Linked DNA regions of Sus scrofa: region 2 is linked to region 1. Evidence: chromatin contacts called from public HiChIP or PLAC-seq data. All regions are on one chromosome and are shown on one strand. The core of a region is the stretch at or near the end of the contact, and the rest is flanking DNA. Distances in the headings are between cores, read along the strand shown.

Region 1 (3,381 bases), core at 372-2,871:
GGCTCTCAGAAGTCTCAGAGGCCTCTGGGGGCCAGTCCTCCAGGCCCTGGGGGTCAAAAACCCACGCTGGTCCGGCCTTCACGCCTCCAGAAAGCTGAGATCTCCTCCAGGGTGACCCGAGGCTGGAGGCCCCACTCGGGATCAGGGCTTCCTGGCCGCTGCCTCCGGGCCTGGGGGCTCCCCAGGTACCCACTGGCCTCTGGCCTCTGTTCAGGCTCGGCCCAGCTCACCAGGCCTGGGGCGTGGGGCCTCTCTTCCCAGACCTGGGGCCTCCAGAAGGTGCTGCGGGCTGGGGCCTGGGGCGGGGTCTGGGGGACCAAGGAGTTGCGAGGGGAGTTGGGGGCAGGTGGAGCTGTAGCTCGTGCCTCCAAGGTGCCCCCCAAGGTGGGTGGGTCTGGGGCGCGGTCCATCAGCAGGGGGACTGAGGAGCCATACCAGTCCTCCGAGCGCTCTCGGGGGGTGCCTGTGGGTTCGATCCACAGTTCTCCCCCCGGGCGCCAAACCAGGGTGGGCGCGAGGGTCCCCGGGTCTGGGCGGAGGGAGCGGCGGAACAGGCGTTCGGCCAACACGGCTGTGGTCAGGAGGAAGACGGCGGCCAGGGCGGCCAGGACCAGCATGATGGGGACGCAGGGCCCACAGGGCAGCGGGGGCCATGAGGAGGCTGCCAATGCCAGGGGCTCCTCCATGGGCCCGGAGGGCTGCTCTGGCGTCGGAGGCATCTGGAGAGGCAGAGAGAGGAGAGACAGGGCAGGAAGCGTGTGAGACAGGCTTGGCACATCTTGCGGAGGAGGGGGCAGCGGGTGTGCACAGAGTGAGGAGAGAGACAGCGGGGAGCAGGGCTTGGGGACGGCTGGCTGAAGAAACCACCCCAGGCAGACAAAGGAGCCAGGAGGACCCCGAAAGGGCAGGGGGGAGTCAGATGGCCAGAAAGATGGGGCTGACCTGGGTCTGCAGCCAGGCCCTCCTGCTCGGCATCCTCAGCCCCGTCCCTGAAGCCGCACGGTCCTCCCAGATTCCAGGGTGCCTCAGACAAACGTCCAAGGGCCCCAAGGTCTTCGTCCCTCCCCCTGCCGGCCCCACCCCCACCATCTCAGCCCCTTCGGGTCTTCTTAGAAGAGGAAGTTGCTGAGTGAGGAACTGAGAGCCTCCATTCCCAGCTCTGCCCAGCATGTGTGTCCCGCTCCTGGCCACTTTCACCTCCTCCACCTCGGTGGCACCCTGGACGCTCCTTTGCCCTCAAGTCCCTCGGGAGTTGGTCTTGCTCTCTGCAGAGGCTCCCCAGGTTTGCTGTGGTGCCTGGTCTCAGGTGCCACCTCTGCTCCTGTCCCTGCCTCTCCGGCTCTGCCCAGTCTCTGCCCAACTCTGTCTCCCTTGTTTGTCTCGGATGGCCTCTCTCTGGCCCCAGCAACTGCCGCCCCCCCACCCCCCGGCCGCATTTGCAGGGGCCTCCTGCCCGTTTCACCTCACCTCCAATGGTCCCTGAGCTCCTGGCTCTCCCTCAGAGCCACCCGTGCCTGTGTGAGCGGAGGACGCCGGGCAGTTGCCTTAGATGAGGGCGGAAGGGAGGGCACCACCTGTTGCTGGGCAACTGTGCCCTGGATCCCCCAGCCACCCCCGCGGAGCGTTTCCAAGGCAACCTGGGGGGATGTGGTCACCGCTGTGGGGAGGTGTTTCCTGGCAAGAGGTGGGGCCGGAATGGGCAGCGGCTCTGTGAACTCAGTGTCACCCCATAGTCAGGTCCCTGGCCCCAGGACATCTGCCTGGAAGCCAGGAAAGAGAGACAGCCCATCCAGGCCACCAAGGTGCCTCGTTCTGCCTGCTCGCATGGGGGTGCCCTGTTCCTGCCCCGCACAGTCAGCCCCACCAAATCCACTCCTGCTCTCTGCCCCCCATGCCCTTGTGCATGCCCCGCTTTCTCCCTGCTTTACATAAACATACATCTCCTTGTCTTCAAGCCTTTTAGCCACAATTTTGGTTGGAAAATGTCTGTGAGATAAGGCTTGGGTAGCAAAATATCAAGCCTCTAGGAAGGATGTAGGCTAGAAAAACATGCTTAGGGAGTTAAGAACCCAACTAGGATCCATGAGGATGCGGGTTCCATCCCCGGCCTTGCTCAGTGGGTTAAGGATCCAGCATTGCTGTGAGCTGTGGTGTAGGTCACAGACAAGACTCAGATCTGGCGTTGCTGTGGCTTATGGTCGGCTGGCAGCTGTAGCTCCAATTTGATGCCTAGCCTGGGAACTTCTATACGCCACGGGTGCGGCCCTAAGAAAAGCAAAACAACCAAAAAAAAAAAAAAAAAACCATGCGTAGGCCTATCTCCAAGACCCTGAACATTTGCCATCTCAGCTCCTTTCTCCTGGCGCTAAAGGTCGAAGGAGCTGGGGCCGGGGTGGGAGGAAGAGCATCCGAGCCTGGATTGGAGGCCTTTCAGAGATGATCTCCTTCCACTCACTCCCTGACAAGTGACCAGTAAGCCCCGAATTAGGGAGGTGTTGTGCCCTAAGTCACACATGTCAGAGGACAGGGGATGCATAGACATGAATTATTCATCTGGCAAATAACCTCTACATAGCACCGGTATTCCTAGGTATTACTTTTTTTTTTTTCTTTTTAGGGCTGCGCCTGCGGCACATGGAGGTTCCCAGGCTAGGGGTCAAATCAGAGCTACAGCTGCCAGCCTACGCCACAGCCACAGCAACGCCAGAACCAAGCTGTGTGTGCGACCTACAGCACATCTCCTGGCAACACCGGATCCTTAAGCCACTGAGCAAGGCCAGGGATCGAACCCGCATCCTCATGGATCCTAGTCAGATTCGTTTCTGCTGAGTCACGATGGGAACTCCAATATTTTTTTTAAATTGGGTGTTCGTTGAGTTTAGGCTTAGGTTTCAATCCTTTTTTTCTTTCTTTCTGTTTTGGTATTCATATTTTGTTGTGCAAAATGACAGCCAGAGAATGTAAAAGGCTACCAAAAATATGTGGCTGTGTAAATGTCTCTCAAAAGAGGGTCACAGGAGTTCCCGTCAAGGCGCAGTGGTTAACGAATCTGACTAGGAACCATGAGGTTGCGGGTTCGATCCCTGGCCTTGCTCAGTGGGTTAAGGAACCGGTGCTGCTGTGAGCTGTGGTGTAGGCCGGCGGCTGCAGCTCTGATTTGATCCTTAGCCTGGGAACCTCCATATGCCGCAGGAACGGCCCTAGAAAAGGCAAAACAGAAGAAGAAGAAAAAAAAAGAGTCACAAGGGCAGCCTGACTCAGATTGCTCCATCCTAGTGGTTTGGAGGGAAGGACCAGAAGGAGCACAAAGGGGCCGGGGGTGGGAGTAGGAGGAAGGGTTCGTCCCAAGGCTCTGTGTCTTGTGACATCTGCAGAAACGTG
Region 2 (3,381 bases), core at 380-2,879, 160 kb after region 1:
TTGGTTAAACATTCTGATTTTAAGATTCATCCATAGGTGTAGTTCTCATCCAGGCTTTTTGGCATCAGTGGTGAATGAAGAGGGTTCAAATTTGATATGTTCTGGATATGAATTAATGTTTGTTTTGCATTTGTCCTAAAATTCTGATACCCTGTTTTATGATGCAAATTTTGTAAAATTCATTTTGAACTGCTCAAAGGAATTGATTGATGATTCCATTTACTGGGCACATACTACGTGCCCAAGGACTTCACATGCATCTTCTCTTTTTCCATTAGCCATCATTCCATTTAGATAAAGTTGATTCTGCTAGCAGGGTCTTTGGAGGGAACACATCTTCCAAAGTGGGAGTGTGGGACATATTGGACTAGTTAGTGGGTCAGCTCATTATGGTTAAAATATATATATATATATCCTGTAAAAAAATCTCACCCTTTCAGGTGAGTCTCATATAATTTGAAAATGAGTCATATATTGTACACCCAGCTCCTAAACTGTTCTCAGCTTGCTGGCTGCTGTGCCTTAGGAAATAACTGCGAGAGAAGAAGAAACAGCACAGGCCCAGGGAATGGCTCTGACGAAAGGATTTAGACCCTCAAGACTTACCTAGTTTTCTTCTTTTTCCTTTTCCTTTTTTTTTGGGGGGGGGGGGCTCTGCCTGTGGCCTGTGGAAGTTCCCAGGCCCAGGTATCAAACCCATGCCACATCAGTGGCCCACACCGCTGCAGTGACAAAGTGGGATCCTTAACTTGCTGTGCCACAGGAATTCCGCGACCACCTACCTGGGATGGAGAAAGGCGGATCCCTCTCAGCCTTTCTTAGATCTGAGCAGACTGGAAAGGAAGAGTTTCTGACTCCTGGCAGATCCTGGGGTCCTGAGGCCATCTCAGTTGGCATAAGTGCCTGTACCTATCTCTAGTTGTCACTTCCTCTGCTCCTTCCTCAATTTCTACAGCCATCCCAGAGCTTCCTCCACGGGTCCTCTGACCTGCCCTGTTTTTTTATTTTGTTCTCTTCAGGTGTGAACTTCTTGGGTCTTCGTTCGGAGTTGGAAGAGATGTTACAAAAAGTGGAGAGCTGGAATGTGGGAGGAAATAAAAGGCTTTTTTTTTTGCCCAGCGTTTCCCAGGGTGTTCATTGGGAATTGGATTAAGGTGGGAGTTTTAGGGTAGAGGGGCTTGCGAGGTTTTGGCGGATTTTTCCTTGTTGACTCTCTAGTTTGGGATACAGGTCGGTATAGGGCATAGGTTACTGCAGCTCTCGGGTATGGTCATGGAAATGCTTTGACATAAGTGCAGTGTGACCTTGTGCACGTCATGCTGCAATGAAGAAATATGACAGAATTTTACCAGCAAAGATTCCTCGAACTTGGTAGCCCACGTCCCGGCTGGATAGTTACTAAGCAGGACAGTCCGTTTTCCCGCCTTTTCCGCGCCCAGCAGCAGTCTTCCCTTACCCCTCCCAACCTCTACCCTGCACGCAGGCGCAGATCGCAGCTTCTTATTTCCTGCCACCCGCGCCCCCTCAAAGCTTCCCCTAGCAACAAGCTCGGGCTCAGCGCTAAGGCGGGGCGGGCGCATGCGCCGCAGCCCTTTCCACCACCAGTTGTCGGACAGCGCGCTGGGCTCCTCCCCCTCCAAGACTGGCCCTTCTCCCGGCCTCCTCCCACCCGGGGTCCGCGTGGCGGGGCGCGCGCGCACTCTGGCTGGGTTACTGCCCAGCTCCCCGGCCGCAGCGGTAAGGGGAGGGGGCGGGACTATTCCCTTCTGAGCCCCGCCCCCTTGGCCCGGCGTCTCTACCGCGCCTGCGCGCTCCCGCCCGGTCTCCATCTTGGAATTGGGAGGAAGAGGGAGAGGGAGACCGGGACGAGACCGGGGCTGTGGTGCGGAGAGAAGCTGAGACTGAGAAGAGGAGAGGGAGAGAGGGCACGGGGACCGCCCTTAGCTACAATCTTTCCGCTATCCTCGGGAGAGAGAAGGGGAAAGGGAGGAGGCCGGGGCGGGAGTGGAGGCTGTCACCCTCGGACCCCGGCGTGAGAGGGGCCGTGCGGTCGACCGTCCTCGGGGTAGGCCCCCTGTCGGTGGCCGAAGACCTGGGGCTCAGTCCCTTCGGTCTCGAATTTCCGGGCTTGACCCCACGCTTCTCAAATATCCGGGTATCAGCCCCTCAGATTTCAGATATCCGGGACTCGGGTCCCAACCTCTCTAAACCTGGGGCTCTGTTTCATAGAATTTCAAATATCTGGTGTTCAGGATCCTGCGTGTACCAGTATCCGGGGTTCATTCCCCACTAGTTCAGATATCAGATTCAGCCTCCCCCCGTTCAAATATCTGGGGCTCAGACCCCACAATCAGAAATCCGGGATTCAGCAACTGTCGCCCTCGAGGAGGAGGAGGACTGGACCGCGAGGTCAGATCAGGTTGTCACCCCCTCCCCTCCACGGGAGGCTTCCCGGGCCCGCCCCTCAGGAAGGGCGAAAGCCGAGGAAGAGGTGGCAAGGGGAAAGGTCTCCTTGCCCCTCTCCCTGCTTGGCAGAGCCGCTGGAGGACCCCAGGAGGAGGCGGAGGCGCTGGGGCACCATAGTGACCCCTACCAGGTGAGACACGGGGTGCAGGGGCGCGGGTCCCTGTGTCTAGCTTGAGAAGAAAGGGTGCTTCTTTCTGGGAAGCTGGCCCTGGGTAGGCCCTGTCCTCAGGATGGGGAAGCCCAACGGGGCCAGTGGTCAGCCTCTGACTAGCCTTGCCTTTTGCTGCCACCCTCTTTCCCTTCCTCTTCCCTTCATTATTGCCTGGTTGCTGGGGGACCTCAGGTGACAGGGTCTCCGATGTCACCGGGGGTCATACCCTAGGGTGCTTGAGCTAATCGGATGGGTTTGTGCCCTTCTGGTCTCTCTGTTCACTTTGCCCCTCACTGCTACCCCTTCTCCATGATTGTAACCCTCTTTCCTTACTGCTCTGGGTTGTTGATTCCCATGCCTCTGATCCCTGTGGTGGGTCTGTTTATCTGTTTTTCAGGCATGGTCTGGTTGGGTTTCTTGTCCTTTCAAGGAAGTGTGTGAGTGCATTTGTATCTGGGGGTACCTGGCAATATTTCCCCCCAGCCTATTGTTACCTTCCAACCTCTTGCTGTGATGGTAGAAGTGAGCCCATTTGTCTGGCAATTTATTTCCAAAGTGCTTTATATCTCTTCTCTCATGTGACCTCTTCCCCTCCATTCATCTGGTGAGGGGCTCATTGATTGCTGTCTTCCCATTTTACAGTTGAGAACATTAAGGCCCAGAGAGGTTGCCCAAGGTCACACAGTGGCAGAATCAGAATTGGAACCCAAGCCCTTGATCAAGTCTTGCCCCCTCTGCGCCATACCCGTCTCTCGTTATCTCTT

What was found. HiChIP or PLAC-seq counts read pairs in DNA pulled down with a chosen protein or histone mark.
Region 2: a contact with region 1 is called in an H3K27ac HiChIP or PLAC-seq map of alveolar macrophages. The contact joins the promoter of TAOK2 here to the promoter of C3H16orf54 in region 1. A contact is called at or near these places in 3 of 5 promoter capture datasets (fetal liver, fetal skeletal muscle and liver), 1 of 47 Hi-C or Micro-C datasets (embryonic fibroblasts) and 2 of 2 datasets of contacts at active chromatin or transcription factors (alveolar macrophages and skeletal muscle).

Annotation. Positions count from the first base shown.
Region 1 is chr3:18,012,660-18,016,040 of Sscrofa11.1, forward strand. C3H16orf54 (transmembrane protein C16orf54 homolog) reads right to left here and starts at 1,622. Exons shown (of 2, transcript XM_003354555.4): 1 at 1,468-1,622; 2 at 1-719. The coding sequence starts at 719. The coding sequence ends at 54.
Region 2 is chr3:18,176,718-18,180,098 of Sscrofa11.1, forward strand. It overlaps TAOK2 (serine/threonine-protein kinase TAO2), which reads left to right and starts at 1,630. Exons shown (of 18, transcript XR_002342897.1): 1 at 1,630-2,596. It overlaps TMEM219 (insulin-like growth factor-binding protein 3 receptor), which reads left to right. Exons shown (of 7, transcript XM_021088010.1): 7 at 1,020-1,117.